Regions from separate parts of the Macaca mulatta genome. Here region 1 is linked to region 2. The links are chromatin contacts, called in public Hi-C maps. All regions are on one chromosome and are shown on one strand. Each heading gives the region's core, a stretch centred on a gene start, on an enhancer-like site or on the middle of the called end of the contact. The rest is flanking DNA. Distances are from core to core; before and after follow the strand shown. Region 1 holds the start of DOP1B (DOP1 leucine zipper like protein B). Region 2 holds the start of MORC3 (MORC family CW-type zinc finger 3).

Region 1 (3,005 bases), core at 441-2,940, 160 kb after region 2:
TTAGGAAGTCAGGCCATTCGGAAAATTGCCCAGGTCACACACCCAGCAGCTGGCAGAACCAGATTCGAGCTCAGGGAAGTGAGATAGTACAGGGTCTCCAGTACATTATGCTAGTGATAAAATTATTGGTTCAGTCCTTAAATAGCTCTTTTGCCAATGATCTTGCAATCTATCCTAGATATGTCTCCTGTGAGAGACTGAACAGTTCAGTAAACCCGACAGTTATACAGCCTATAGATAACTAGACACACAAAGAAGTAATCACATAAGAAGTGTATCTACTCAGATACCTTAAAATCGAAAACGTCAGCAAGAAATCTCTCACTTTACCCATTTTTAATTTCACAGAAAATCAAATTCAGGGTTGAGCACTGTGGCTCATATCCGTAATTCAAGCACTTCAATAGGCCGAGGAGGAAGGATTGCTTGAGCCCAGGAGTTTGAGAGCAGACTGGGCAACACAGTGAGACCTTCGTCTCAAAATAATAATAATAATAATAATAATAATAATAATAATATAGAAAAAGAAAAAAACAAGTTCAAGAGAAAAACCAACTGCCAGATCCCAAAAAAGTTCACTGTAAATATGTTTATATGAAGGAACATTTCTGAGCTCGATGAAAATGAGGACACAGTGACCCTACCACATAAGCAAAAACATTTAGCAACAGATAACAGATATGTACTATTAGTAATAAAATGATAACGATCCTTAGTCTACAGCACAGAAACACTCATTACCAATGGTCTTAACTGTGGGACACACTGTTTTGAATTTGGTCTTTCAGAGTGGTAATCAAATTGTACTGGAAAAATTTTAAGCCACCTAATGCCAGGAGGCTTGTGGGGCCGGAGGCACGGTCTTCCATCACCTTACCAAAAAAATCCTAGCAAAGTCTTCCCAATTGCGGGGCTGCAGTCGCGAGTGTGGGGCAACACCTGCGGGTAACAGTCCACGCGAGCAGTCGGGAACCCCGCAGGGCGCAGGGGCCAGGATGGCGGAGCGCGCACTGCGGCCCGGATACCTTCTCCTGAGGCCTGGCTGGAAGACTGGGGTCTTCCCCGACGAGGAAAGCCCTCAGTTCTCACAGGTCCGCGTCCCCAGTCTCCTCCCCAGCCAGGACCGCACGAGCAAACAAAGGCTGAGCGTCTCGCTGTGGGCCCGCCCCGGGAGAGCGCGCGGGCCGCGATCCACCCCTGACCTGCACCTGCCGCCCCGCTCGGTGAGGGCGTGGCCGGCATCACATCCTCCGCGCCAGGGTCGGGTAACCCGAGGGGACCCCACCCAGTCTCCCAGCTGCCCTCCGGGTCTACGGCCCCGAGCTCCCCGCCCCTGCACTGCAGCAGCGCGCGCCGCGGGCCCGGGCCGCGCGCCGGGAAACCACCTGCACCCCGAGCCGCCCACGGCGCCGCCCAAGCCCTCTGGACCTGGGGAAGGGCCCGCGGGCCGGCGGGGAGGAGACGCGAGGCTCCTCCGGCTTCGCCCAGCGGCTGAGGACTGGACGCCGGGCAGGGCGCGGGCACGACTTACCCGCGGCAGTGGCCCTGTTGGCGGGCGCGCTCACGTGCGGCGCGGAGGAGCCCGCCGAGCTGAGGGAGAGAGACTGGGCAGGGGCTGCGGCGCGGCCGGGAGCCAGAACCACCGATAAAGCGCCGCGCCTGAGAACCAGCAGCGGCTGCTCTTCCTTACTGCGGGGGTCGGGGCGGAGCCTGGAGGCGGGGCCTCGGAGCTTGGGCCGGGGATGGAAGGCGGGGCTGGACGCCTGGAGGCGGGGTTAGGGGCGGAACCTGGAGGTGGGCCATAGGCACGCGGGGGCGGGGTTTCCGCGGGCCGGGCGGAACTAGAAGACTGGGCCTGACCCATGGAGGCGGGATCAAGGGCGGGGCCTGGAAGTGGGCCGTCGGTACAGGGGCGGGGCTGCGGCAGGCAGGGCTGGGTTGGAAGGCGTGGCCTGACTCATGAAGGCAGGATCGAGGGCGGTGCCTGGGGGATGGGCCATAACAGCAGGGGCGGGACCTGGGCGGGCCGGGCTGGACTGAAAGGCGAGGCTTGACTCATGGAGGCGGGATCAGGGGCGGGGCCTGAAGGTGGGCCATTGGTGTTAGGGCGGGGCTTCGGCTTGGGAGCAGAGCTTGGGGAGGGCCCCGGCGTGCTGGGGCCATTCAGTCGCCACAGCCGCGGAGTGAGGGCCGAGAGTCTTCCTTAGCTTCCCCGCCATAGGCGTCGTTTCGTAGCCGGGCTGCTCCGGGGAAGGCCTCGTACAGGTGGGTAGGGCGGCGTCTGCGCCTCACCTGGGGACCCCCGACACAACCGAGTGGAAGGGGACAATGGTCAGTGCCCGCCCAAGGTCGTCCGGGTGTGCATCGGCCCTCGGAGGTGCTTTGGAGTCATTCACAGAAACGGAGAAGCGGGGGCTCCTCGAAGGGTGCGCGGCACCTGGTTCACCCCATCTTTTCCTTCTGGACCACGTCCAAGCCCTCCACACACGCTTGGGGCGCAGAGGTCGCAGAGGGCGCGGCCGGCTTAGGACCCCCGCTAAGTTGCCTCAGCCCGCACGGGCCTCAGGTTTCCGACCCCGGGCGACGGGAGAGATGAGATCATTTCTACCTGGACGGAGCTTGTCACGTGGGCTGTGGCTCAGGAAGGAGACCTTGACGTCAACCTTAGAAAGCATTCATATCTCCAGACAATCCCAGCCCCTGCCTGCCGTCCTCTCGAGCGCTGGGACCTGGACGGTCCAGTCCGACCGCTTCAGGACTGGACGCACCTGGATGGTGCTTGTTAGGCAGTGCAAGGCCTGTCCCCACCCAGCTGTGGCTCCAGCCAACCCGAAGCGGGCCACTTGTGGATGAAGGCTGTCATTTCTGCAGTGGCGTCGCTCCTTTTAACCCCCGAGCGTCCTTTAGAAATGTTCAGACCAGGTCTGGAGTTCGTGAAGGCGAGGCAGTAGTCAATGAGCTTGGGAGGTGGGGGAGGTATGAGCACGTGAAAGTTGTTTAGGACA
Region 2 (2,849 bases), core at 334-2,833:
AGAGAATCAAAGGACAGAAACAGGAAATCAACTCACTGCATTTCTCCCCTACAGGTTTCTGGGCCTGAACAAGACTCAACCTCGAGAGGGGAAGGAGAGAGAAGCCGGGAAAGAAGAGAGGGGGAAAAGGGAGGGAGAGAGAATAGAGATTTTGAACTAGATAAGGCCAGACTTTACAATACCTTAAGCTAACGGGAAAGCGTTAGTCAACCCAGATTCACACAAGTGGGGAATAATTAATGTTTACAGCCAATGGTTAAAAAAAAAAAAAAAAAAGAATAAAATTGTCCTCTATTTTCAAACTACCAAAGCCTAGCTGGCTCAATAAGCCAGTTACATAACGAAAGGATGGACCTTTATCTAGAATACGTAAAGAACTCTTACAAATCAATAAAGATCCTCCCAAAAGAAAAATAGAAAATGGGCAAAGGATATGAATAGGCAATTCAAAAAAAAAACCAAAACAAAAAACCACAAAGACATGCGAAGAGCTCAACCACACAACATAGTCAAGGAAATGCAAGTAAAAGCAGATATCATTTCACAAAGATCGGACTAGAAAAAATTTAAAGTCCGTCAAAACCAGGCGTTAGAATCTGCCTAAACGAATGAAAGAAGTCGCAGAGCAATGCACCAATTATTCTCTACGTGTTCGTACCCCAGCAGTCACTACCCATTCGAATGTTAAAATTAGTGGCACTAGGGCAGTCATTCTTCGGCAAGAGTCAACAACCTCCAAAAAAGAGGAACGTTTCAGCATAACAACAATTGCGCTCACAAGGAAGTAAAGTTTTTTAGGATAATCAGGTGGGGAAGCCACGCCCACATTTCCTGGACGTGAGATTCAAGTTACCTTGTGTGACCGCTCCCTACGATTTAAGATACATGAAATGTTCGCAGGGTTTCCAAGAACTCGAAACGCCCCAAAACAGACGCAACGTGGGATAGAGGAGAGCTCGAGCTCGGCGATCTAGGGTCTGGGCCCCAGGGCTTCCACTGCCAAGGAAGCTGCGGGCACTGACAGGTATCAGGCACACTCATCCCGACTCCACCCGCCCGCGGGCAGGCCCGGAGCCCAGTCCCCGCCCCCGGGAGGTCGAGGCCGCCGGCGTTTCTGGACGCGGAACCCGCTCCTTTCCCACCACGGCGCCCAGCGGACAGAAAAGTCAGGGGCGCCGCGGCCCCGGGAGCAGTCCGGTCTCCCGCCGAGGCCTCGCCCGCGGACGACAGCTGCGGGTAGACTAGAAGGGAGCTGGGAGGAGGGCCGCGACCCTGGCCCTCCCCGAAGCAAAACAGAAACACAATGCAGAGGCGACGGAACGCAGCCCGTCCCGCGCCGCCCCAGCCCGACCCGCAGCCGAGCCGCTCCGCCGACGGGAGCGAGATGGCCGCCCCCTCCCCTGGCCCCGCCGCAGCCCCCGCCGCCTCGCCGGCCCCACAAGCCGCCACCGCCCACTGCCGGCCCACCCTCGCTTGCCCGCCTGCCCGCCCTCCTGGGATACGGCCCGCTCCACCCCTCGCGGCTGCTCACCGCGCTGAGGCGTATCCCGCGGGGTGGCTGCGCCGCCATCTTGAGCTAGCTACAAAGCCAGGACCGGCCTCCGCCGCAACCCGACTGGGCGGCGGCGGAACGACTGTGGAGCCCTTGGGGCCCGCCCACTTCCGGGGAGGGGCTCACATCTGGCCCCTCCCACCCACTTCCGCCTCCAGGCAATGCCGAATTGGGAGCTTCGGGAAGGAAGGTGAATTGGCTGGCTAGTTAGAGCAGGGTACACTGGGAGCTGAGCTTCGAGCGCGGGGCCCTGCGGGCCTAGGGCGCATGCGCGAGGCGCGGCGGGCACGTACCCGTCTCCACGCCCAGCTGGACCTCGAGACTCGGGGATCTAGCTTCTGAAGCCTGGCGCAAGGTGCGGTACACCCGAGACAGGTGAACTCCAGTCACTTGACCTGGTAGGATGTGAATTTTTGCGCTGAAAAAAGCCATTGCATATCCTCCAGTGTTCATGTGAAAATAAAGACAGACATTAATGGAGACTCTTTGGATTTGCCCTGAAAATTATCAGCCTAACTCATGATTAAAAAAAAAAAAGAGTTCTAGGGCCGGGCGCGGTGGCTCACGCCTGTAATCCCAGCACTTTGGGAGGGCAAGGCGGGCGGATCACCCGAGGTCAGAAGTTGGAGACCAGCCTGACCAACATGAAGAAACCCCATCTCTATTAAAAATATAAAATTAGCCGGGCGTGGTGGCGCATGCCTGTGATCCCAGCTACTCGGGAGGCAGAGGCAGGAGAATGTTTGAACCCAGGAGGCGGAGGTTACAATGAGCCGAGATTGCACCATTGCACTCCAGCCTGGGCAACAAGAGTGAAACTCCGTCTCAAAATAAATAGAGTCCTAAAGGCATAAGGCCAGTCGCAGTGGCTCACGCCTATAATCCCAACACATTGGGAGGTCAAGGCTGGGGGTTCACTTGATAGGGTTCAAAACCAGCCTGGCCAACATGGTGAAACCCCATCTCTACTAAAAATACAAAAATTAGCTGGGCATGGTGGTGGGCGCCTGTAATCCCAGCTACTAGGGAGGCTGAGGCAGGAGAATTGTGTGAACCCAGGACAGAGAGGTTGCAGTGAGCCCAGGTCGCGCCACTGTACTCCAGCCTGGGCGACAGAGCGAGACTGTCTCAAAAAAATTATTTATTTTTAAAAAGAGAAATTGGCTGGGTGCAGTGGCTCATGCCTGTAATCTCAGCACTTTGAGAGGCTAAATTGCGAGGATCTCTTGAACCCAGGAGTTCGAGACGAGCCTGGGCAACACGAGGAGACCTCATCTTTACAAAAAAAAAAAAAATT

What was found. Hi-C and Micro-C count contacts between places; a contact is called where the count stands out from the background.
Region 1: a Hi-C map of blood shows a contact between it and region 2, with 2.2 times the contacts expected there. The contact joins the promoter of DOP1B here to the promoter of MORC3 in region 2. A contact is called at or near these places in 4 of 14 Hi-C or Micro-C datasets (CD4 T cells, blood, fibroblasts and 1 more).

What each region holds. Positions count from the first base shown.
Region 1 is chr3:11,265,604-11,268,608 of T2T-MMU8v2.0, forward strand. DOP1B (DOP1 leucine zipper like protein B) reads right to left here and starts at 1,691. Exons shown (of 37, transcript XM_015132917.3): 1 at 1,532-1,691. It overlaps LOC144339659 (a long non-coding RNA gene), which reads left to right and starts at 2,162. Exons shown (of 5, transcript XR_013414921.1): 1 at 2,162-2,265.
Region 2 is chr3:11,110,591-11,113,439 of T2T-MMU8v2.0, forward strand. MORC3 (MORC family CW-type zinc finger 3) reads right to left here and starts at 1,584. Exons shown (of 17, transcript XM_015132916.3): 1 at 1,532-1,584. The coding sequence starts at 1,570.